Linked DNA regions of Mus musculus: regions 1, 2 and 4 are each linked to region 3. The links are chromatin contacts, called in public HiChIP or PLAC-seq and promoter capture Hi-C maps. All regions are on one chromosome and are shown on one strand. The core of a region is the stretch at or near the end of the contact, and the rest is flanking DNA. Distances in the headings are between cores, read along the strand shown.

What was found. Promoter capture Hi-C pulls out the DNA fragments that hold promoters and counts their contacts. HiChIP or PLAC-seq counts read pairs in DNA pulled down with a chosen protein or histone mark.
Region 1: a contact with region 3 is called in a promoter capture Hi-C map of the HPC-7 cell line. The contact joins the promoter of Mpg here to the promoter of 4930524B15Rik in region 3. A contact is called at or near these places in 2 of 39 promoter capture datasets (the HPC-7 cell line and cranial neural crest), 3 of 115 datasets of contacts at active chromatin or transcription factors (astrocytes, embryonic basal ganglia and forebrain) and 1 of 9 other capture datasets (pancreatic islet).
Region 2: a contact with region 3 is called in an H3K4me3 HiChIP or PLAC-seq map of fetal liver, with 8 times the contacts expected there. The contact joins the promoter of Bod1 here to the promoter of 4930524B15Rik in region 3. A contact is called at or near these places in 29 of 39 promoter capture datasets (the 3T3-L1 cell line, 3T3-L1-derived adipocytes, the C10 cell line and 18 more), 3 of 15 datasets of contacts at CTCF or cohesin (CD8 T cells and the NIH/3T3 cell line), 95 of 484 Hi-C or Micro-C datasets (the 4T1 cell line, the AtT-20 cell line, B cells and 61 more), 37 of 115 datasets of contacts at active chromatin or transcription factors (the 230-238 cell line, CD8 T cells, the HPC-7 cell line and 24 more) and 5 of 9 other capture datasets (adipose tissue, embryonic stem cells, liver and 2 more).
Region 4: a contact with region 3 is called in an H3K4me3 HiChIP or PLAC-seq map of stem cell-derived neural progenitor cells, with 16 read pairs. The contact joins the enhancer-like site here to the promoter of 4930524B15Rik in region 3. A contact is called at or near these places in 6 of 39 promoter capture datasets (the C10 cell line, cranial neural crest, hematopoietic stem and progenitor cells and 3 more), 1 of 15 datasets of contacts at CTCF or cohesin (the NIH/3T3 cell line), 6 of 484 Hi-C or Micro-C datasets (B cells, CD4 T cells, bone marrow-derived macrophages and 3 more), 14 of 115 datasets of contacts at active chromatin or transcription factors (the 230-238 cell line, the HPC-7 cell line, bone marrow-derived macrophages and 10 more) and 3 of 9 other capture datasets (adipose tissue, liver and pancreatic islet).

The regions. Positions count from the first base shown.
Region 1 is chr11:32,225,207-32,230,916 of GRCm38.p6, forward strand. Mpg (N-methylpurine-DNA glycosylase) reads left to right here and starts at 1,299. Exons shown (of 4, transcript NM_010822.3): 1 at 1,299-1,511; 2 at 2,546-2,743; 3 at 4,643-4,847. The coding sequence starts at 1,335.
Region 2 is chr11:31,667,855-31,673,248 of GRCm38.p6, forward strand. Bod1 (biorientation of chromosomes in cell division 1) reads right to left here and starts at 4,008. Exons shown (of 4, transcript NM_001024919.1): 1 at 3,647-4,008; 2 at 1,390-1,514. The coding sequence starts at 3,847.
Region 3 is chr11:31,963,224-31,969,236 of GRCm38.p6, forward strand. It overlaps 4930524B15Rik (RIKEN cDNA 4930524B15 gene), which reads left to right and starts at 2,410. Exons shown (of 5, transcript NM_026262.1): 1 at 2,410-2,728. The coding sequence starts at 2,437.
Region 4 is chr11:31,692,925-31,699,040 of GRCm38.p6, forward strand. No RefSeq gene overlaps it. Among named protein-coding and RNA genes, the nearest start is that of Gm39673, 19 kb to the right of the region's middle. Within about 2 kb of position 2,152, at least 55 of the 459 cell types and tissues checked have an H3K27ac peak or open chromatin away from gene starts, as enhancers often do. A contact at or near this core is called in embryonic basal ganglia, forebrain and stem cell-derived neural progenitor cells, where this site is marked.

The sequences.
Region 1 (5,710 bases), core at 49-2,548, 260 kb after region 3:
GGAAGGGGCATTATTCTCACAGGAAAAGAGAGGCATTGTTTAGACAGAATGGCTATGAGGGATAAGGCCAACCTCGGTAGTTCAAATTTACAACATATTGCCCCCACCCCAGCCCCAGAAACTGCACAGAGTGCCACAAACAGCTGGACTGCTTCCAGCAGGCAGCAGGCAGCAGGCAGGCAGAGAGGCTGCCGCTCCCTCCCCAGGAAGTCCTAGCTGAGGCCCATGAGAGGGAATGGCTGAGCCCCAGCCAGGCCCAGAGTTCAGTCCCGGAGCTGGCCAGTAGAGTTGCAGCTGGGGACCAGAGTCCTTAGGCTAAGTGCCTTGCTCAGTTAAGGACTGAGCATATAGCAGTGACAAGCATATGGCCTCTGGCTCTGTCTAGTCCTAGATGCCAGGGTCTCAGAAATCAAACAGCTCTGACAAGCCCTGAAAGGTTTTAATAAGGCAGTGTGAATGGGGAAAGTAGGATTGTATCTGCTTTGAAACCCTTCAGACCCACATCACTCCTGGAATGGTAGAAGAGAGTGAGTGAAGTGGGGGAAGGGAGCAGCTTACCCTATCCCAAGACTTCCCTTCCCATCATCCCTTCCTTTGGGTCAGTCACTTCCCACTCGAGGAGTACGGGTGCACAACCTCATTTGAAAGGTTACAGATAGGGTGGGTGGCAAGCCTAGGTCCCAGAGAAATAATCACTAGGAGATGCCAGGAACTGTTATCCCGCTCAGCTCCTGCAGCCCTGGTCCTGCCTTCCAGCTTAGGTGGTAAGCCCTCTTCGTAGCAATTCCAGGCATTAGGGGTCCAGGGATGTAAGTGGGGATTCACTGCAGAGACAGAATTCCCTTTCCTTCCACCTATCATCTGTGATGATCCAGGGTAGGGGCCTCCAGATGGGGCAGGCATCCACTTGCTGTCAGTTCCACCATTCAGAGATAAGGTTGGGGAAGGACAGTTCTAGGATCAGAATTCAGACTGAGATTCCCAAGGCCTCATGTTTGTTCTCTACAACACCCAACACACCCTCTGTGGCCCACCCTATCCCAAGGCAGAGCCTTCTGGTCCGGGACCCTTGAAAATTCAGTCCGGGTTCAGAGAGGATGTCTTGATGGCAATCGGGCCATTGGGACAGAACCAGATCTAGAGAACCTGGGTTCCAATCCTACTGGTGAAAGGTTTCTACACTCGCCCCGCCCTGTCCCGCCCCTAGAGTCCTCGCTCCGCCTCTTCTGCAGATTCCTTCCACCCCCGCGCTACATGCCTTCTGCGCAGACGCAGGTTCCAGTCCCCGCCCTCTCCGCGCTTCCGGTGGCCTGGCCTGTGCTGGCGGCGACTAGATGCCCGCGCGCGGTGGTAGTGCGCGCCCGGGCAGAGGAGCCCTAAAACCGGTGTCCGTGACCCTGCTCCCCGACACCGAGCAGCCTCCATTTCTTGGACGAGCCCGCCGCCCAGGGAATGCCAGAGCAGGATCCCTAGTGACCGGATATCATGAGGTCGGCCAGATGCCAGCGCCGGTGAGAGGGGGCGCCGCGTCGCGGAGTCTGAGCCCACGGCGAGCTGGCACAGTGGGTCGGGCTGCAGAGACGGTCACGTCAGCATCCATTCCCGGCAGCCTGGCAGCTTCAGTCCAACCTGGATGTCAGCACAACAGATAAAAATAATGGGTCTTACCCCGGCGTAGTGGCGCACGCCTGTACTTGTGAAGTCGATGGACGCAGGAAAATCAGGAGTTCAAAGCCAGCATAGGCCACATGGGACCCTGTCCTTTAAAAGAGTAATGGCTGTTTAACTAGTCAGCTCAGCGTGGACTGAAGACAGGTCTTGGCCCTGGCCCCAGGTTCACTGCCCAGTTGTCCTTTTAATCCCCTCCTGTTGTACCACAATAGCTGAAGGATGTGGCCAGATTTCCTTGCTTTGTTTATCGGCACTTGGTAGACTAGTGCCTACTGGTCCTATAGACCCATAGACTTTTTGTCCCTGTTCCTAGTTGTTCTAATATCCAAACAGTCAAAGGACAGTTGGGGGCCAGCAGGGTTCTACCCTGAGCATTCAGAATGGGACCAGGCAGATGGTCATCTCCATGCATGCCCATTTGTGTGTCAGGTCTTGTCAGTAACAAGGTGGTCTTGTGACCTATTTTTTGAGCAGTGCCCAGACAAACTCAGTATGTTTCTCTGATAGGCCCTGCCCAGGTTCTGACTGTATTTTAATTCCTGGCCAGGATTAGGAACAAAGAACCAGGTTCCAGAAACAAGTTTCCTTGGAGATGGTGTGATTGGTGGGAATCAGAAAAACCAGCTCTTTTGTATTGGACTCAGGCACCCACCTTCTAATGCTCCTTATCCATGTCTCCCCTATGTGTAGCAGGTGTGGGCAGAGAATGCCCACCCATCCTGTCACCACTAGCAGCCTGTCATTACCTACACCTAGTCCCAAGGTCCCCTGAGGCGGTATGCCTTAGAATGACTCCCAACAGGCACCCCACTTTACAGAGAAACAGGCAGGCAGGCAGACACTTCTTTTGTTTTGTTTTGTTTTCCCATTACAGCTTTCCCGAAAGATTGGGCAAAAAAAGCAGCGACTGGCAGATTCAGAGCAGCAGCAGACCCCTAAAGAGAGACTCCTGTCGACCCCGGGCCTCCGGCGGAGTATCTACTTCTCCAGCCCAGAGGACCATTCTGGCCGGCTAGGACCAGAGTTTTTTGACCAGCCAGCAGTCACCCTAGCCCGTGCATTTCTGGGACAGGTAACGTAATACTGGAGCAGGTTCCGGGAACTGTAGTCCTGTTACTACTAGGTCTCATCTCTGTCTTGGCCTTCCTTGTGTGTGCATAGGTAGCTGCCTTGCCCATATGAGCCAAATAGTTTGACTATTATCTAGGGTCACTGCAGAGAATGAGAATATTGATAGAGGTGTCCCATGATGGAGGCAGCAGGGCTTCTGGCAACTGTCGTGCTTTGGCTAGAGGTATGTTCTTACACTTATCCATCAGGGAAAAAACTGACTGTTCTATCTGAAATCCCCTTAGGACAGGTTGCCTGCAAGGACTGCTGGTGGGTATTGGCCCCAGCATCTGTGAGGGACCACTCTTGCCTACCCTGTTCCCTGATGGCTGGGGCCAGGAACACCATTAGGCAGCCAGCATTTGAGTCACTTGAAAGAGTTGGCCTCTTCACTGCATAGTTCAGTACCCAAGGCTCAGTACAGGCCCAAGATCTGGGCTATGCCAGTCATGCTTGCAGTAGAAGTGGGGACTACCCCAGGCCCAGCCTGGTGTGGCTTACAGTACAGCCTGTCACCTTCTGAGCCTCTCCACTTCATGGGGCTAGCCAGGTTCATCTAAATCCCACTACTCCGGGGTGCTAGAGCTTAAGCTGGATCCTCTGGTTAGAGGTTCGCTGGCCTACCTTTCCCTTTAACAAGCTATCCTTTATGGGACCATGGCCAAGGACAGCCAGTTTCTTTGCTAGAACTGGTGCTAAGAGTTCCAGGAACAGACCCTGACCTACTAGAGAAGGGACGAGATTCTGTTCTCAGGATGTTTTAAGCTGCAGGGATCTGTGTTCCTTCAACAGCTATGATATAAAACATGGTGCAGATTTATCTCAGGTTCAGGTCAAGGGCTCAAGGATGGCCCAACAGCACTACCACCACCATTACACATCTGCCTACCTCTACTCAGCTTCCTGGCACATCAGCTGGCCCCTGTCATGCCCACTTGAACCCACACTGGTAGACAAGATGGTGTCTGGCAGAGAAAGGGGTATTCTCGCCTGTGTATCCCTTCGGTCAAGGAAAACCCAGATGTGGGTCATAAGCCCAGTAAAAGGTTCGCTGCAGTGGGCTGCCAGGACAGCAGACGACTGTGGACTGCTCAGCATGTTGTTTTTCTAGACCCTCTGCCAGAAAAGCTCCAGGAGGTCCCTCGAGAAGCTGAGGTGGGGTTCCCAGTTTGGCCCTTGGAGACATGGGAGCATGTAGGTAGTTAGTGAAGGAATGCTTGCTGGCCTTTTTCTCCTAAAACATTCACCCCTGTCTCCAGTGTTTCCAGGCTTCCATGACAAACACTGGCCACCTCTTTTCCTCTACCCTGCCTGTTACCAGCTGACCCTGAGGCACCATGGGTCTACGTGGGCTGAGAAGAAGGTGCCTTCTAATCAAATAATCCCTCAAACCTGTGAAGGAATGGACACGGTTGGATGCTGAAATCCTTCTACAAGCCTTGGCTGAATTAAGACTGTTGGCCATTCTTGGGATCATAGTCCAAGCAAGGCATTGCATGGCTGGACCAGCTGGCCCTGTTTCTCACTAAGTTCTCTAAAGGGAATTCTGGGAGAGGATGTCGGGAGGAGAGAACACTACTGAGGGGACTTGGAAGTCAATCTGCACTATGACTCCAAATGAATCCTGAGGTGGGCTTAGAACCCTTAGTAAATAAGTAGAGTTGGTCAGGAGGGGCTGGTGACCTTAACATCAGCATTCAGGCTCTCAGCCAAAGCACAAGAGGCAGAATGGAGAAGCCAGGTAGCTGGGTCTGGCTGGGCCTGGATGCCTGTGGTACATCCTGAGTTTAAATGAGGTCTAGGTGGGGACTGTCCAGGTGGGCTGGCCCCTGTTTGAGCTGAGCAGACTCACTGCCCATAGGTTCTTGTCCGGCGACTCGCTGATGGAACAGAACTCCGTGGGCGCATTGTGGAGACTGAGGCATACTTGGGGCCAGAAGATGAAGCTGCTCACTCAAGAGGTGGCCGGCAGACCCCCCGGAACCGTGGCATGTTCATGAAACCTGGGACCCTGTATGTGTACCTCATCTATGGCATGTACTTCTGCTTGAATGTCTCTAGTCAAGGTTAGTGGTGCTGGGCTTGAGGGAACAGACAGTCTAGCAGCTGGCCAGCCCCCCGAAAGACTTGGATAGACAGGCATTTGAGTAAGAAAGTGCCATTGTCAGGGGCCAAGTTAGGATTTCAGGAGTGTTGGCTATTCTTGAAGGGTGGGCGCGGCTGGTAAAGTAGCCAAGGCTACACGGAGTTTAGCGTGATGTTTTTGATCCTGGGTTAGATTTGGAGTGAGATGGAGGGTAGGGAAGTGGAAAGAGCCTGGTTTTGGGTAAGCTGTGCTCATACAGGAACCTGCCAAAAATCCTATTATGGGATCTAGCTCAGCTATTCTCAGCCAGGAACACTTCTGCCCCCCACTGGGGATGCAATGTTTGGTGACGTATTTGAATATCATGACTGACTAACATCTAGCAGGTGGAAGGCAGGGATGCCCTGTGGTAACCACATAGGCCTTCTGGCCATAGACAGCTTTAGTGGAGGTTCCCTGGACACGGTGGACAAGGCAGAGGCAAGAATGAACATACAGATGAAATCCTCCAGGACCACAAGGGTCCTGATTAGGGCCATCCATGTTGAGTAGAGGCTAAGGACATGGATGTCATGGACAGGCCAGGTGTGGGTGCTCAGGACGTGGGAAGATGAGGACTGAAAGTCCAAACAGAGCAGAGCATAGGATGCCGAGTTAGAGCACATGTGTAGCAGATTTCCGCAAGGACATGGGGATCAAAGGTGTCTGCATGAAGATGAGAAGGAGCCAGGATAAGGTGAGGTGATAAGGTGGCTCTTGGGGACTGGAGTAGCGACCATGTATCCAGTACTTACACTCTGTAACCTGCTTCTCCCTGAAATGAGAGAAGTCCCCTGTGGTGAG
Region 2 (5,394 bases), core at 2,758-5,257, 290 kb before region 3:
CTGGCTCATGATGCCAGTGGCTAGAAAGTGTTAGCAGCACAGCACAGCACAGTCTGCTCAAGTCCCTATCTGTGTTACAGCATGATGGTGATCACATGCATGCCAAGTCGCACTGCCTAGTGAGAAAATCAGCTGAATTCACCCATTTTTTATTTTCTTTCCTTCTCTAGGAAGGTCCCACTGTATAGCTGAGGCTGGTCTGGAACTCACTACATAACCAAACCTGCCTGGTTCTCCTAACATTCTTCCTGCCTCAACCTCTGAGTGCTGGGATGACAGGAGCATGGCATCACACTTGGCTAAACTCAACAACTGATTCTCAAAGAACTAATTCAGTGCCACAGGGGAGAAGGCCCCATGAGCTGAACCTCTTCTGCCAGCTCCCACCTTAACAACACTGGGGACCAACCTCTAACATAAAGGCCTCTGGGGGATACAGCACAGCATTACTGCATGCGTTTCTTAGATCTGCACCAGCATAACTAAGAGCCTGTGCTTTGGCTCTCCCAGTCCAACTGCCTACACGTCTTTGGCAGCCACGCCTTCACGAATCTCTGCACTATCAGCAAATGCAGTCATATCAGTCTTCTAAGATTTGCTTTTCTCACAATTCCCCGATGTTTCTATTTTCAGAGTCCTGCTTCATAAGCTTTTATTCAACAATTTAGTGGATTAAGAAGTGCCAAACAAGCCAGGCGTGGTGGCACACAGCTTTAATCCCAGCACTCAGGAGGCAGAGGCAGGCAGATTTCTGAGTTCAAGGCCAGCCTGGTCTACAAAGTGAGTTCCAGGATAGCCAGGACTATACAGAGAAACCCTGTCTCGAAAAAAAAAAAAAAAAAAAAAAAAAGTGCCAAACAAAAGCCCTAAGCCAAAATGGATCCTGAAAGAGCAGAAAGAAATTTACCTTGAAACCCATGACCCACTCCACTGTACCAGTAACAATGAGGTCACTCATGTGAGTGCTCTACAGGACCTTCTAACAAAAGTTCAGTTTGTTTCTATAAAGGACAACATTTTACAGGACATCTTCCTGTGAACTGTCACCACACTTTAGCAGCCATGGTCACAGAACATACAGAACTTACTTTCCACACCCTAACACTGCTATCTTGGTATAAAACTCACACTTGTATTCAGATTACACTGAAAGCTTCAAAGAATGAAGAGCAAGCCTGGCAATCTGGAAGGCCTTCCAGAGCCACCACCAAATGCACACAGCTAGGAATGACCCAGAGTGAGCAGCCAGCACTCCAGGGCTCTGTTCACCATCTCCGTGATGCACAAGACAGCAAGATGGCTACAAAGTACCACAGACCAAGACCCCCATGAACTTGTGGTCAGCCTGTGTAGCATTCACGCTGGGGCCTCCACCTTTTCTCTACTTACTGAACCACGCTCTGCCTCAGCCCATTTCGCAACTGGTTCTTGTTCATTGCAGGATTCCATTCCTGTTTGTCCAGATGTGTTGACACGAAATTATCCACCTTCTGCCTTAGGTTCTGGTAAGCTGGCTAAGACATTCATTCAGAAGAGACCGTGTTAGTGTGTGTGCCAATGTCCTGGCACTGAGCCATTCAGGAAACTGCTTTTCAGAGAAACACATCTTCTCCTTTAAACACACTCCCACCCAACCTCAGCGTTCACCTGCAGTACAGCGGCCATGAGGCAACAGCCAGCAGGGTGCCTGTCTTGTAGTGGCTGGGCACAGTGCAGGGCACTGCCTATATATGTCAATCTACTTAAAAAAAATTATTTATTATGTGTATTAAGTATAGAGTGTGTGTATGCCTGCAGGCCAGAAGAGGGCACCAGATCTCATTATGAGCTACCATGTGGTTGCTGGAAATTGAACTCAGGACCTCTGGAAGAACAGTCCTAACCTCTGAGCTCTTGCTCCAGCCCTTAAGCCAATCTACTTCTAAAGAAACTCCACGAGCGGAAACCCTATTAGTACTATGCTGCCCTCATTTTTTTACATTAGACTTTCAGGCTTAAAAGAGGAAACAAAGGTGCCCTCTATCTCCATGTGGCCAAGGACAGATGCAAGCTGCTTCTGGAAGGAACAGGGTTTGAGGCCGAGCACTGACTTCTTACAAGTCACCTGATTTCTGAGTGTCAGTAATTTCCATCCCTAAAATGCAAACACTCCTGTCTGCTTGACTCACAGTGACTGTTCATGGCAGTATACCAAGGAAAGGCCCCTCCAAATGAAACAGCCACCCAAGCCTCAGCAAGAGTCCCTACAGCTACAACCAAGGGAGTTCTGTGAAGCGTTTCCAGGAAAGCTGTGACCCTCAAAGGAGCCTGAGGCACTTAGTCTAAATCCTCTTCCTCAGAGCTTAAGAACAAGACTAGGAAACTACCTCGTGAGTACAAGGAATGTTCTGAGCCCCTGACCTTCTCTCCAACTGGAGGCAGATAGTACCTCTTCACCCGATCCTTGGTGAATGGCATGTCAGTGTCTGCATGGCTCTGGTCGCTCTACGAGAACATGGAAGCAGGAAGGATGGCCTACCTGTGCAGATTGTGGCCTAAGACATGTCTATGTAGGGAAGACCTTACCGCACATCAAAGCCGTAGGACAGGCCCCAGCAGCCTGTAGCTGACAGCTGAGCCCCAGCTAAGGCCTACTAGACCAGCTTGCTTGGTGACTCACAGCCCTGACAGCATGAGGAGCAACCACTACCCTGGGGAGCCCTCTCAGTCAGCAAAGAGGCTCCTAGCTCCACACCTTAATCTTGGCAAGCAAGTTTTGTAATGGGAAAGGAAATGTTCTGGCTACTATATACCTGCCCCGTGACACACATTCCAAAGTTTCCAAATGAGGTGAATTAGCATTTTGTTTAACGGTAGACTGGCCTTTGGCACTGGATCTAACATAGCCATTAACTCCATTTCAATTAGTTAAATGGAAAAAAAGAAGGTGCTGATTCGACAGCTTATCCCAATTTGACCTCAAACAAGTCTGCAAATGATTCAGCTGGGGAAAGGGACTATTAACGTGCAGTCCCATCCAGCCAGTGCTAAAAATCACCTCCCAGGTGAACAAGGGAACGGGTGGAGCTTCTAAAGTACTCTACCTTTCCCATGGGTTGTAAAACACAAGTTTCTTGGGTATGGAGTGGGTATACGTGTGCAGCCATTAAAGAATCCTCAAGTTCAGAAAAGCGAAAGAACTATAAATAAATAAATAAATGAATAGATAGATAGATAGATAGATAGATAGATAGATAGATAGATAGATTGATTGATTGATTGATTTAAAAATCACAGCTGGTAAGGGCTCCAGTGTCGGGTGTGCACCACTCAGAAGATAGATAGATAGATAGATAGATAGATAGATAGATAGATAGATAGATAGATAGATAGATAGATAGATAGATAGATAGATAGATAGATAGATAGATAGATAGATAGATAGATAGATAGATAGATAGATAGATAGATTGATTGATTGATTGATTTAAAAATCACAGCTGGTAAGGGCTCCGGTGTCGGGTGTGCACCACTCAGAAGATACCGGTAGTGCCCCGAGCAGCGCGTCCCTGCCAGGCTCTCGAGGTGCCTTTTGTTTTACTCCGGGCTCTGGCACGTCAAAGCAACTGGATGGTCCGCCCCCCTTGGTCCCCCGAGGCTCAGGTACCTTAGTGTCCACGTCGGCCAGGCAGTCCCGGCGGAAGCTGTCAAACAGCCCACGGCTCTTGAGCTGCTCCACTATGAGAGCGATGAGCTGCGGGTCTCCCGGAGGCAGCGAAGCGGGATTGACAGGGCCGCCGGCCCCACTCGAGCCCCCGGACGGTCCCGAAGCCTGGCCCGCCGCGCCTGCTCCCGCACCGTCCGCCATGGCCGCACCCCGCGCCCGCGCCGGGCCCCGCGCTCCGCTGCTCCTCCGGGAGCCGCGGGCAGAGCTGCGCAGACACGGAGGGGCCCACGGAGGCGGCGGCGACGGAGGCGGCAGGGTGGGAGGCGGCGGGGACCAAGGCGCTCCCCGCTCGCCGCGCTGCCGGCGCTCGTCTAATGGCGTCACCGACGGCCTTTGCATTGTGGGACGGTTGGTTTCCTGGAGCCATCACCTATGTTCTTATAGCCCGTGTCTGGCCGTTAGAAACTACAACTCCCGGCAGGCTGTTGGCTCGCTCGCGCTAGTTTGCGGGACAGCTTGGGCATTGTAGGCTCAGAACCTACCCAGTCACGGCAGCCCTCCCAAATCAGACCTCCGGGTCACCTGCAGAACTGATTAAAAGATTACGAGTGTATCCTTTAACGACTGTGATTCAGCAGCTCTGTATTTATGCCTGGCAGCCTGTGCTTTTGACAGTCGCTCCATTCCCACGATCCCCTTAAATAATGTGATCTGGGAGATTTGGTTAACAATGGGTTAATCTTATTGTTTTGACAAAATTAATTTTTACTTTTTGTGTGGCAGGGAGGGGCGGTGGAGCGTGCGACAGCACATATGTGGAGGTCAGAGGACTACTTGGGACACACTGGTCTCTCCTGTGATGTAAGTGGTGGGATCGAACACGTATCCTCCAGCTCAGTGGCAAGTGCCTATACCCTCTCAAGCTCTCTAACCTGCCTACTAATCAAACTTCTGTTCAAAAGTTTGTACCCTTCTGCCTGATTAATAGCAATGCAGATTCATTTTACGAACTCGTAAAATAACAAGAAGAAAATAAAAACTGCTGTTAAGTCTTTTTTGCATGTGTGGATTTTCGCCTTAGCATTAAATATTGTCAGCATTACTAATAGTAGATCCAGTAAGTAGAATGAATTAGATGTAATAGTGCTGCACTCTTTAAATACGTTCACAACTACCTGAAAGCTGGCACTACTATTTCTTTGTGCAGATGCAGAAATAGAAGAACAGAAATAATTACCGTGGTCATATATATACCTAGATGAAGTATAGTAGGTGCTGTGGTCCAGTGTTTAACCTAACATATCCACGGTCCTGATAGCTAGCTGTCATTTTACAACAAGTAAAATACCCTAGCTTTTACACCCACAAGTCTGCACTGAATTCCCCACTGTTGCCCCTATTAGAAAAAAAAGTTTGGATTGCTAAGAGAGACCATCATTTCAGCTAAGTGTCTGGATGAGGCAAACTTTACTTGATCAAGAGGCTTGCTGGGGCAGGAAAGGGCAGGGGAGGGAACACACCTAGACAGGAAGTGCATTTGGTTTTTATTCTGAGGAAGGTGAATCCTGTCTTTTCTCAGTTGGCTAGGGTCCAACATAACAATCTTACTCAGTTATCTGAAAAGAATTTGTGCATAAGAAGTAGAGGAGGAAGGGGAAAGAGGTCACTGCACCAAGGAGAAAAGGCCATCAAATTCCTTTGTGTAAATAAAAAATGTCCACGGGATTCTAACATTTGCAGGTCTTACA
Region 3 (6,013 bases), core at 1,160-3,659:
AAAGGAGCATCAGTTGAGAAATGCCTCCATGAGATCCAGCTGTATGGCATTTTCTCCATTAGTGGTCAATGGGACAAGGCCCAGCCCATTGTGGGTGGTGCCATCCCTGGACTGCTAGTCCTGGATTCTATAAGAAGACAAGCTGAGCAAGCCAGGGGAAAGCAAGCCAGTAAACAGCTCCTACCTCCAGGGTCCAACCCTCCTTGACTTTCTGTCCTGATTTCCTCCAATGATGGATTGTGATCTAGAAATGTAAGCCAGAAACCCTTCCCTCCCAGCTTGCTTTTTGGTCATCGTTTTTTATCACAGTAATAATACACTGACTAAGATAGCTGGGGTCTGACATCACAATCTTATTCAATTGGCTAGTTTGAAAAGAATTGGTTATAGTCAGAAGGCAGAGGCAGGTGGATCTCTGAGTTCGAGGCCAGCCTGGTCTACAGAGTGAGTTCCAGGGCTATATAGTTAAGTGGAAACTTGAGTTCTTTGGAGGGGTGGCTCAGTGGTTAAGAGCACTGACTGCTCTTCCAGAGGTCCTGAGTTCAGTTCCCAGCAACCACAGGGTGGCTCACAACTATCTGTAATGGGGATCTGATGCCCTACATGTTTTTTAAAAGAGTTCTTTGGAAAGTCAGTTGTGTTGGATGGTATTTTAATGGGGCAAACATATGAAGGTATGATTCATTGAAACAAACACAGGTGAAAGACTAAGACAGACTGGTGAAGGAATGTTTCATTGAAGCAGACACAGGAGAAAAGACGTTCTGCTAAAGCAAGCACATGAAAGGACACGTGATGAAAGATTCTTCACTAACAGCACACATGTATTGGTCCACCTTACATTATGTAGTTGAGCTACATTTGTCAGAACTCCATAGAGAGAAACACACACACACACACACACACACACACACACACACACACACACACACACACAAAACCCCAAAAACTTGTGGTTGGTGTGTGGAGGCTTCTTGCCACTTCCTCAGTTCTGGCTGATTGGCAGAGTGACATCAGCTGAAACAAATGCACATGCTTAGGCAAGACCTGTGGAGAACATGTGATATTTGGAGGGTGCATAAAAAGGGCTCAACAGACCCTCCTGATGACTAGAGTCTAGGATGAGACCTGGCTGTCTCTTCTAGATAGTGCCACCACTGCTGCTATCCAACTCTACCAAACTGGACTGCTAGTATATCCATAAAGTGTTTGGGAGTGGATTGAGCTGCTGCTGCTGACCTGTGAACTGAACTGCTGATTTCCGACAACCCAGATAGGATTTTCTCCAAAGAACCACGTCTAAACAGGTCCACTTCCCCGCCCCCCCCCCGCCCCCTGTATCCTTTCTTTTCTACTACCTGGTGGGTGGTAGGCTAGAAGGGAGGCAAAAGCATTTAAGAACTATCATTAAAAATAAGGCCTAAGAACCAGGTGTGATGTCGCACGCCTTTAATCCCAGCACTCTCGGGAGGCAGAGGCAGGTGGATTTCTGAGTTCGAGGCCAGCCTGGTCTACAGAGTGAGTTCCGGGACAGCCAGGGCTACACAGAGAAACCCTGTCTCAAAATAAATAAATAAATAAATAAATAAATAAATAAATAAATAAATAAATAAATAAATAAAAATAAGGCCTAAAAAAATTAAAGTTACAACATAGAGAAACCATGTCTCAACAAAACAAAAATTAAAAACAGAGAAGGGGGAAGGGTTCACTGCTCCAAGGACAAGAAGATCATTGCCCCAGGTTATCACACAGAGCAGGGGGCTTTACATAAATCAAAGTTTTATTGGACGGAAAGGGTTAAAACATTTTGCAAGAAAGTCTTACAAGGTGGAAGACAGGAGATAAAAATGTTTTAATTCCTTGTCCTAAACACACATTTTTATAGTATTTGATAGAAAAGAACCATATTTGATTTTCTTACATCCCAGTCCCAAATGATGCATAGCCTGAAATTCAACCTCTCTCTAGACGAATGGCCATCCTCACAACCACAGTCCTTCCTGTTTCCCTTTCAGTAGGGCTTTCCTTGCCTCCCAACTTCTAACAGAGATCCACATTAGGCTCCTGTCTTCTGCTAGGTGCCTGGACTCTTATGTCCTTAATCCCTTCCTTACCTCAACCCCAGCTTCTCGGTGTTCTACACCTCAACTTCCTACCCAGGCTCCTGGTGTTCTGGACTCCAGCTCACCCACCCACACTCCATCTCTCTTCAGTGAAGTTGGGGCCTCTAGGTCAGTCCCGTCCTCGCCTCACACAGGTCTGGCCCCAACGGTTCTCCACCCTCCCCCAGCCCGCATGCGCAAGTGTCCCCCCTCCCCCACATCCACACTCCCCCACCCCACCCCACCCCACACACCTCACACACACACACCCCACGCCCTGTGCTCAGGCCGGCTCCGAGGTCCCGCAGGTTGCCCGACAGGAGGCCGAGAGATGGTGCCCAGCCGCAGTGGGCAAAGGCCAGATGGGCCTCGCTTAATCTACGTGACCCGCTTCGCCTCGCACCGCCATGGCGTGTGGCAGCTGAGGGGTCTCCGAGGTTTCGGCCATCGAGGCCCAGGGCTCGGGGCCCGCTGTGCCTCAAAGCAAGCAGCGGTGGAGCCCGGGGCCCGGGGAGGAGAGCGGCCCACTGGCTCCCAGGCCGGGGTCACTGACACCCCGGATTCCGCCCCTTTCCAGCGGAGGTCGAGAGCGCCCAGGGCCCGGGAGCAAGCAGCGCAAGCAGGTGGCACGGCAGCGGGAGGGATCGTCCTGTCAGCGGCCTGCTGCTGACTGGGCAGCTCCCGCGCCATTTTGTGCGCGCGGCTTCCGTCAGCCAGGCTTCGCGTCAGCCTTCCTGTCAACCTTTGTGTCAGTCTTCCTTTGTCTCAACCTTTGCATCTGCCAGTCTTTCTGTCAGCCTTCCTGTCAGCCTCGGTGTCATTTTCCTCTCAGCCTTTCCTGTCAGCATCCTAGTCAGTAGGCAGCCAGGCTCCTCTCTCCTGCCAGTCTGTGTTGGAGCCATAAGTTTAGGAGAATTCCTTTAACTCACTTAGTGGGGTGGGTAACCTGTAAAAAGGCTGCAGGATATTTAAGATAACCTAGAGACCTGAGAGAAGTTCTTGGATGTAGCTACTTCAGTCGCTCAGAGAAATGGAAGTTTGGCGCGCTTGTTGGTTATTTTTCACTGACATTTATTGAAATTGCTAATTACAGGAGCTGGAGAGGTGGCTCAACGGGTTAAGAGCACTGGTTATTCTTCCATATGATGTAGGTTTGGACCTCAGCACCCACATATAACTGATTGTAATTCCAGTTCCAAGGCATCTGACGCCCTCTTCTGCCCTCCTTGGGCATCATGCATCTACAAGGTGCACAAGCAAAACACATATACACATACAGTAAAATAGAAAATGAATTGCTAATTACCTGATATATATTCAATCAGACCTCTTAAGAGACGTTGAAGCATCCTGTTAAAACACAGAAGATCTGAAGATGTAGTCGTGGCCCACACTTTTAATCCCAACACTAAAGAGTCAGAGTCAGGCAGATCTGTGAGTTTGAGGCCAGCCTAGTCTACAGAGCAAGTTCCAGAACAGCCAGGACAACACAGAGAAACACCTTTTACCTATACTTTTCAAAGCAATTTTACTGAGCTTTCATTAATAGTGTATCCAGTTCACCCAGTTATGGTACACAAGTTAATGGTTCTTACATATCCACAGAGTTGTGTCCTTAACATTCCATTTTAATGTAACTGTAATATCACAGAGAAACTCTGCACCCCTTCAAAGGCATCATAGCCCCTCACCATTGCCTCTACTACCCACTAATCTTAGCCCTATCTATGCAAGTATTAGTCTGCATTGTCTCTATAGATCTATTTTGGACATATCTAGATGGAATCTATATGTGGGCGGCTTCTCTTCCTCAGGCCTATTCTTTTTTCATGTTAATTTTAGATCCTATTAATTCACTGATCAGTTCACTAACTGACTAACTAATGTAGTTAGCTCCATCACTGATTCTCATAATTTTCATGTATTTTACAGGTGTATGTTATTTGTGGAATTTTTGTTTTTGTTTTTAAGACAGGATCTCACTGTGTATCTTCAGCTGGCCTGGAATTCAGTGTGTATACAAGGCTGACCTTGAACTCATAGAGATCTGCCTGCCTCTGCCTCCCAAGTGCTGAGATTAAAGATATGTACCACTATCCCCAGCTGGCATATCCCATTTGCAAACAGGGATAATCTTATTTCCCTCTTATTCATTCTTATGCCTACCATAATCTTTTTGTCTAATTATACTGGCTAATACCTCTCGTGCAGGATGAATGGTGTAGAGATAACAGACACCTTACCTTGTTCTTATTCTTAGGAGAAATGCCTCTAGTGTTTCACCATTAAATAAAGTACTGGTTTTAGGACTAAGACTATATATTTAGAATATGAAAAAGTATCTCTTTCTATTTTCTTCAGTGTTTTTTATTTATTATGAATAAGCTTTAAATTTTGTCAAAGGCTTACTATGATCTATGAAGATAATAATATTTTTCTTGGAATTAGTAATGTATAGTGAGATATAAATAGGTTTTCAAATACTGAATCAACCTTACAGTGTTGAAATAATTTTCTCTTGCTTCTGTTGTATTTTTTTTAATATAGTGGTACCTTTAATAATGAGTTGCTTAGAATTTTTTATTGATGTTCATGAGATATAGTGACCTGTACTTTGTGTTTCTTTACTTGATTTAGATTTTGAAGTTAGACTTATTTCATAAAAGTAATTGAGAGTTTTTCCTTTTTTTTTCTGTGTTCAAGAATAATTTATGGAACATTGAAACTATGTGGCTTAGAAAGTTTGATAAAATTCTTTTACAAACCATCTGAACCTCAGTTTTGTGGAATAATTTCTTAATAATGTTCTCTGTGGTGTAGAAACTAGTCTGTTTATACTTTCTGAGAGGTCAGTTTTGGCAGCATGCACTTTCTTAGCAATTACACACTTCATCTCAGTCTCCAAATGTGTTTCCACTGAGCTCTGCAAAGTGATGAGTTTTAATTTTAAAAGTTCACCTATACTTTAATGGTCAGTCCACTCTTAATAATTTGTTTCTCTGTTTTGTGTGTAGGCATTACTTTCTCCCTTTGTATTGATGACATTAGTATTTTGATTATTTTTAAAGCAAGATTTTGATTTATTAAGCTTTTTTTTCTAGTTTCTTCCCTATATAATACCAACTTCTTAGCCATATTCTCTTTCCTGTGCTTTCTTTTTGTGTACTTTTTTATACTAAAATTTGAGCATTTATTTCTTATTAGTTTTAAAATGCATTCCATTTTTTCTTATAGATATTTATTGTATATTGAACATACTACTTCCACCCCTCACCCAGCTCCCCTCTATTCTCCTTTCTTTCAACCCTTCATTTATCCCCTTAGACAATTTAATCTACACATGCATGTTTTTATGTGACTGTATAGAATCTAGGAAATACAAATGAGAGAACATGTAATATTTGACGTCCTGAGGCTTGCTTAATATGATGGTGTCCTGTTGAACCCATTTCCCTGAAGACAGCATAATTTCATTCCTCTTTATGGATTAGAAAAATGTCTGTGTGGACACCAAGGATCTTTCCACAATGGAAATACCGTTGCATAAACATTGAGTGCAAGTGTCTCCATGATATGTTAACTTGGAGTCTTTTGGGGTTTCAGGAGAGGTATAGGTGGGCTATTTAATAGATCTATTTTTTAATTTTCTGAGAAACCTCCATACTGATTTCCATAGAATTTGGACTAGGCTACATTCCCACCAACGATGTATAAAGATCAGGATTCTCTTTGTCCACATCTGTACCAGAATTTATGTTACATCTGTCTTTCTTTCTTCCTTTCTCTCTCTCTCTCTCTCTCTCTCTCTCTCTCTCTCTCTCTCTCTCTCTCTTTCTCTTTCTTTGTTTCTCTCTATATATCTTATCTGTCCATCTATCTGTCTACCTTTCTATCTATCTATCATCATT
Region 4 (6,116 bases), core at 902-3,401, 270 kb before region 3:
TTCTTCTGCCTCTGGCTATGTCTCCCTTATATCTATGTATCTATGATAAACTTTCTTCTCCACCATACCTAGGACTGGACATGTTCTATTTCTTTCTTTCTTTCCTTTTTGTTTTCTTTCTCTCTTTCTCTTTTCTCTTTCTCTCTTTCTTTTCTCTTTCTTTCCTTTTTGTTTTTTTCTTTCTCTCTTTCTCTTTTCTCTCTCGTTCTTTCTTTTTCTCTTTCTCTCTTTCTTTCCTTTTTGTTTTTTCTTTCTCTCTCTTTTCTCTCTCTCTCATTCTTTCTTTTCTCTCTTTCCTTTTCCTTTTCTTTCTCTCTTTCTCTTTTCTCTCTCGTTCTTTCTCTTATCTTTCTTTCCTTTCTTTCTCTCTTTCTTTCTTTCTCTCTTTCTTGCTTGCTTGCTTGCTTGCTTGCTTGCTTGCTTGCTTTTTTCATTCAGTATGAACAGCTGCCATGCATGTGCTGAGACCAGAGTCCAGGGACTGAGAATCACAGTAGGACAGCCTGCAGGGCCCTGATGTGACCAACTTCCAGGAGAGGCTGCAGAACAAGCAGCCCATTGCAGGCTGGTAGGCAAGGTCCTTGAGGGGGGGCCCATCAACATGATATGAGCTGGGGTGTGGGGAGAGCAGCTGCAAGCTATTTTTGCCTCTGATGGCTACAGAAAGCAAATTGCAGAGGGGCGGTGGGTGCTCACGATGCTACCTAGCAGGGAGATCTGGCTTGGTTTTTAGTATCTGCCCACCTAAGGCTGCCAGAGAAAATGGAAGTTATCCTGTTAAATCTGGACTTCTGACAACCATTATTGCTGTTGTTGTTATTATTATTATTATTAAAGTATGCATATATAATAATAGGGGCATACCTAGAATAATAATTTCTAAAAAGCCTTAATTTGAAGTTCAAATTTCCTTGACATCTTATATTTTTATTTGCTAAATCTGGCACTTTTTGCCACACCATCACTAGGATTACTGGGGTCATGTCACCCCAGCCTGGTGGTGTTTAAGTCTTGTAACCAAGGGAATCACTAAAGACTTGTGATTAGGTAACTGGGGAATCAGAGAGAACTCATCAGGCCCAGGGTTAGAAAGCCAGCAAATCACAGCAGTTGGAGAGAAAGTCAAGTTCATGATTCAGGAAGCCATGTTCTGTCTCCTAGGCTCCCAGAAATGCTAGACCAGGATAGGAGGGGAACAGCAAGTGGAAGACAGATGGGATCAGGGCATACAGCTGAGGTCACAGAGGCAACATCATCTGGAGGCTGAAAGGTAGCTCATGGTTAAGAGCATTGGTTGCTCTTGCAGAGGACTTGGCTTTGGTTCCCAGCTCCCTGGTGGTAGTTCAGTTCAATGTGTAACTCAGGTTCCAGGGGATCTGATGCCCTCTTCTGGCTTCTATGGGTACTGCGTGTATGGAAGGAAGGGAGTAAATGACAGCAACTTGGTCCATACATGTACTCAGGCACACACACAGACACTTAAAGCATTACCTATTAACACATTATCTAAGTTTAATGTTTTCAGTGCTGGTGACTTGTGCATGCCTGGCATCTCTCTACTACCAAGAACCAAGCACCCACTAATACAAGGCACAGGACTTATTTGGCAACAGAAGTAGATAGTAGTAACATTATGCACTCTTCCCATTTTACAGAATGAGAAAGTGAGGCCCAGAGAGGCCACAGATTTGGGAGTCACAGGACCTCAGTACACACACACACACACACACACACACACACACACACACACACAAACACCCCGTTTTGTTTATTTATTTATTTATTTTAGGGTTTTTTTTTCTCTTTCTGCCAGGCCCCACGGCAGCCTTTCTGCCCCACATTTGCTGCATATTCAGATCTGATGCTCCTCCCCGTCTGAGCAAAACAACACAAATTGAGATCCTCAGAAGCGGTCAGCTTTGGGCAATTCTGTTGTTGCAGATGCCATGCTTAACACTGCCCCCTTGAGCCACGCATCCCTGTGCCAACCCTCTTGGCAGGCCCTAGCCATACCCCTGTGTGTAGATCCCCAGCCTGGGTCTTCTTTCTATCTTGTGGAATGGAGGATGCTAGGAATGGAGCAGCTGACAGCAGCTCAGGGTCTCAGCAGAGCTGGAATTTGGAGCCAGGCCTCTGGTGCTATGGTGACAGTTACTATAGAAACTCGCAAGCTGCACTCAGCCAACCTACAGGGAATTATGAGGTTTGTCATAAGCGAGAGCCAACAAAGAAGGAGGAACCCTGGAGTTAGAGTTTGAAGCAAGGGCCAAGTCTCATTTTGGAGCTACGTTCACGTGTTACTTCATCTTCCTTGCCTACCACTTCTTCACCCCACCCTCCTTTTAAGTACCACACAGTCCCGAGTGTCAAGTAGCTAGCTGGATGCCCTGGTGCCTTCTTTACTCAACTGCTGCTACTTTCTGGATTTACCTTTTTATCCCAACATATCTTTCTTTCAAGTACTGGACACTTGTCACCAGGAACAGGGACAACCCAGGGTGCATAGACCTCTCAGCTAGGCTGAAAGGACACCAGTGTCACAGAGGTGCTCGAGTAGATGCATGAGAACATCTCCAGCCAAGGAAAGACAGAAGAGGCTACAGAGCAGGCATAGCCATGGGCTTTGGGCACTGCATGGTCAGGAGAGCTGTGTCCAAAGAGTGGTGCCTATGCCTATTTCTCTGTGTCCACTGCCCTGAGGAAGGCATGTATTTGCGTGCTTCGTCCCCAGCTGATATACTGTTTGGAGTGGTTAGGCGGTGTGTCCCTGTTGGAATAGAGTGTGGCCTTAATGGAAGACATTTGTCACTGGGGTTGGCTGTGAGGTTTCAAAAACTCTCACTTTTCCACTGGGAGCTCTCTCTCCTCTCTTCTCTCTCTCTCTCTCTCTCTCTCTCTCTCTCTCTCTCTCTCTCTCTCTCGCTCTCTCTCTCTCTCTCTCTCTCTCTCTCTCTCTCTCTCTCTCTCTTTCTCTGCTGCTTACAGAGCAAGACGTAAAGCTCTCAGCTCCTTCTCCAGCACCATGTCTGCCTGCACACTGTTATGCTCCCAGTCATCATAATAATGGGCTTACCTCTGAAACTGGAACCCAGCCCCAATGAAACGCTTTCCTTTATAAGAATTGCCTTGGTCTTGGTGTCTCTTCATAGCATTAGAACATGACTAAGGCAAGTAGTATAATGTTAGAGACTATCACTTACCCCAATTTGCTTTCTCCACACAGACAGGAATGAAGTTTGATGCATTGCTGCATCCCAGGTGTCTAGGGGCCACAGGGACTTCATGCAGCACATGCATGCATGCGTGTAGCACATGAACTTTGTAATTGTATCTCACAGGCCAGTAACCTCCACACGTCTGTTCTCACTTTCCCTGCACATGGGTTCCATGATGTGACCATCATCTGATCACACTGAGGAGCTGAGGCTCAACCCGGGTTCTTCCAAGTTCCACATTTGGCTCATGGAAGGCTCAAATTCAAAGTCCAATTCCAACGTTTGGGGTACTTTGCAGATGACAGGGTCACAGCTTGACTGAAATATCATTCATGTACCACCCAGTCCCCTTTAAATGTGTTCCTGCAAATAGCTTCGACTCTATTCACCAAATTGTGTAAACAGCAGAACAATCCATTCGTTGCCAAATACGTCCACCATGAAACAAGAAAACAATGTCATTCCCCTAGCTGCGCTCCAACTTGGCCTTGTGAGAGAGATGTAAAATCCTTGGGCTGGGTGGCTGTAAATATAGAGTTGAAGGCGTGTACACTGTGGTCTGGCCTTTCGACAATGCACTTTGTGCTTCTTGGAGAGTGTGATGTGCACTTGTGACTTCTTTCAGTCAGGACTCTACTTCTTCATGAAAGATCTCAAAACAACCCACAGACAACTAACTGAAATTCCAGGAGAGCCATGGGGGCTTTCTAGAGTGAGTGTGGGTGGGGTGGGGGGTACGTGGGGGTGTGTACAGACCATGTAGCCACTCAAATTGTCTAGAATTCACCAGCACCAATGGCACCAAGAGCCCCCACACACTACAGCCACTCTGCCCTCCTCCAGAAAGAGCCTTTGTCCCATCAGTCTAACGCCAGTCCATAGTTGAGACAGACCCCTGGGCCTGTAGTGGTAGAAAAGAGAATCGTCTTCCTTCCTAGTGTCATGGGCTCCACTGCTCCAAGTCCTCACATGTCCCTCCCATGGCTCCACTGAAGATCTGTCAGAACTGTCCTCCTAGCTTCTAATCCAGCACAGTTTGAGAATGTCTTCCTGGACAGAGTCTCGTGCCCCACAGGCGGTCAGCCCAGGACCCCCATTCTGATACCAGTGACAACCTCCAGGCTATCTTACCTGTTCTTCCACTGGGCTGGCTATAGGTGTGACAAGTTACTGTTTTCTCCCCAAGGTGGATTTATTTCTGCAGTGGCTGATAGAGCAGGAGGGAAATGCCCACCTATGTTTCCTGTCTTATTTTAAAAGGATACAACAAACAGACAACTTGCTGAAAAATGGCTGGAAAGATACCTAGGTTAGTAAGTACAGATGAGTGGGAAGTTCCCGTGCCTTAGCCTGTGATCCTCCATGTTTGCCACCTGGAACATCTCTGAACTCTGTCCTTTCTGGGTGTTTTTAGGAGTGGCTGATTAAATTAATGGGTGGTGGGATCAACTTAGCCTCCAAACCCAGTTGCCTCCCTGGAGGTTGAGGGGTGGGGGTGGAAGCCCCAATCCTTTGATCCTGAAGCTACCTGAGGGCTGTCAAGCACCATCCACCATTCACCTCACTCGCATCCAAAATACATTTGTAAGTGAAGATCCCACTGCTATCAGGGGTCCTGTGCCAGGAAGTGGGAAAGACCAAGGCGTAAGACTTCCCAGTGTAACACACCATCTCTCAGCAGTGCTGGAACTTTACCTCAGACTTCCTTCTTGTCCCATGGAACCTCATATCTTATTTAGTCAGCTTCTTCATAAGTAGCTACTTACTCGCTTTTATTCTTCCCCCCCCCCCCGACAGGGTTTCTCTGTGTAGCCCTGGCTGTCCTGTAATTCACTCTGTAGACCAGGTTGGCCTCGAACTCAGATCTGCCTGCCTCTGCCTCCCAAGTGCTGGGATTAAAGGCATGCAACACTGATATAATGTGAGTGTAGCCTGTGACACTAGAGGTTTTGTTTTTAATGTCTATAGACTTGAGTCACAAAGTGGCACGCATCATGTTCATCTTACATTTGAACAAATATCACTAAACTGCCTTCCCAAAAGCTCTCTTGGAATTTTCATCTCTCAGGCAATGAATATCCTTCTGCACTCTTTCTGAGCCTTAAGCTTTTCTTCATGCTCTGATTTCCCCCCACCCCACAACTCCTCCCCCTCCCCCCAGCAACAACAACATCTATATGTCCAACCCAGACATCCTTTTTCTCCTTCATCTGTTGAGCGTCTATGTGTTTTGTGAGACCCAGTTAAACCATACCCTGCATTCAGAGGGTTTCTTAATTCCCCCAGAATCAGCTTGTCTTCATCCTTCCTTCTTTTAGACTTTACAGTCCTCTCTGCCTGACTTGTCATGGGACACAGGTCTCATTTGGGTGTTGGGGAATCCCACTCATGCCTCTAAGCCTAGAGAAGAAATGATATATCATAATCTCTGGGCTTCCTGTGCAGGGAAATATTTGATTATTTAGTGTCATTCTGACCAAGCTTTTCCCACAAATGTTTGTTGAATAAGTGAAGGTTTTTGCTTTAAACAAGAGACCAATGCCTGTTATTATTCAGACAGGGTAAGGCAGAGAGAGTGTGAATCATAGAATCTGTGGGTAAGGCAGGTCAGGATAGAGGGCACCCTGAGGGTCGTTGGCAGAGACCTTGATCACTTTACAATTTCTAGCATTCTGATATCTTCTCTTGAGTCTTTCTGCACTCAGGCATTCAAGGTGACCTTATCAAGTCTTTATTCCAAGACAGCTCTCTAAAGCTGCCACTTATTTGGAATATCTGGTCAGTTTTCAAAGTCAGATCTACTACCTTGTAAAATCCAATAAATGTCAAAGATATGTCAAGCTCATTAACCTCTGGGGGTCTCTTCAAAGAGTGGCTAAGGGAATTCTGGGTGCCAGGACA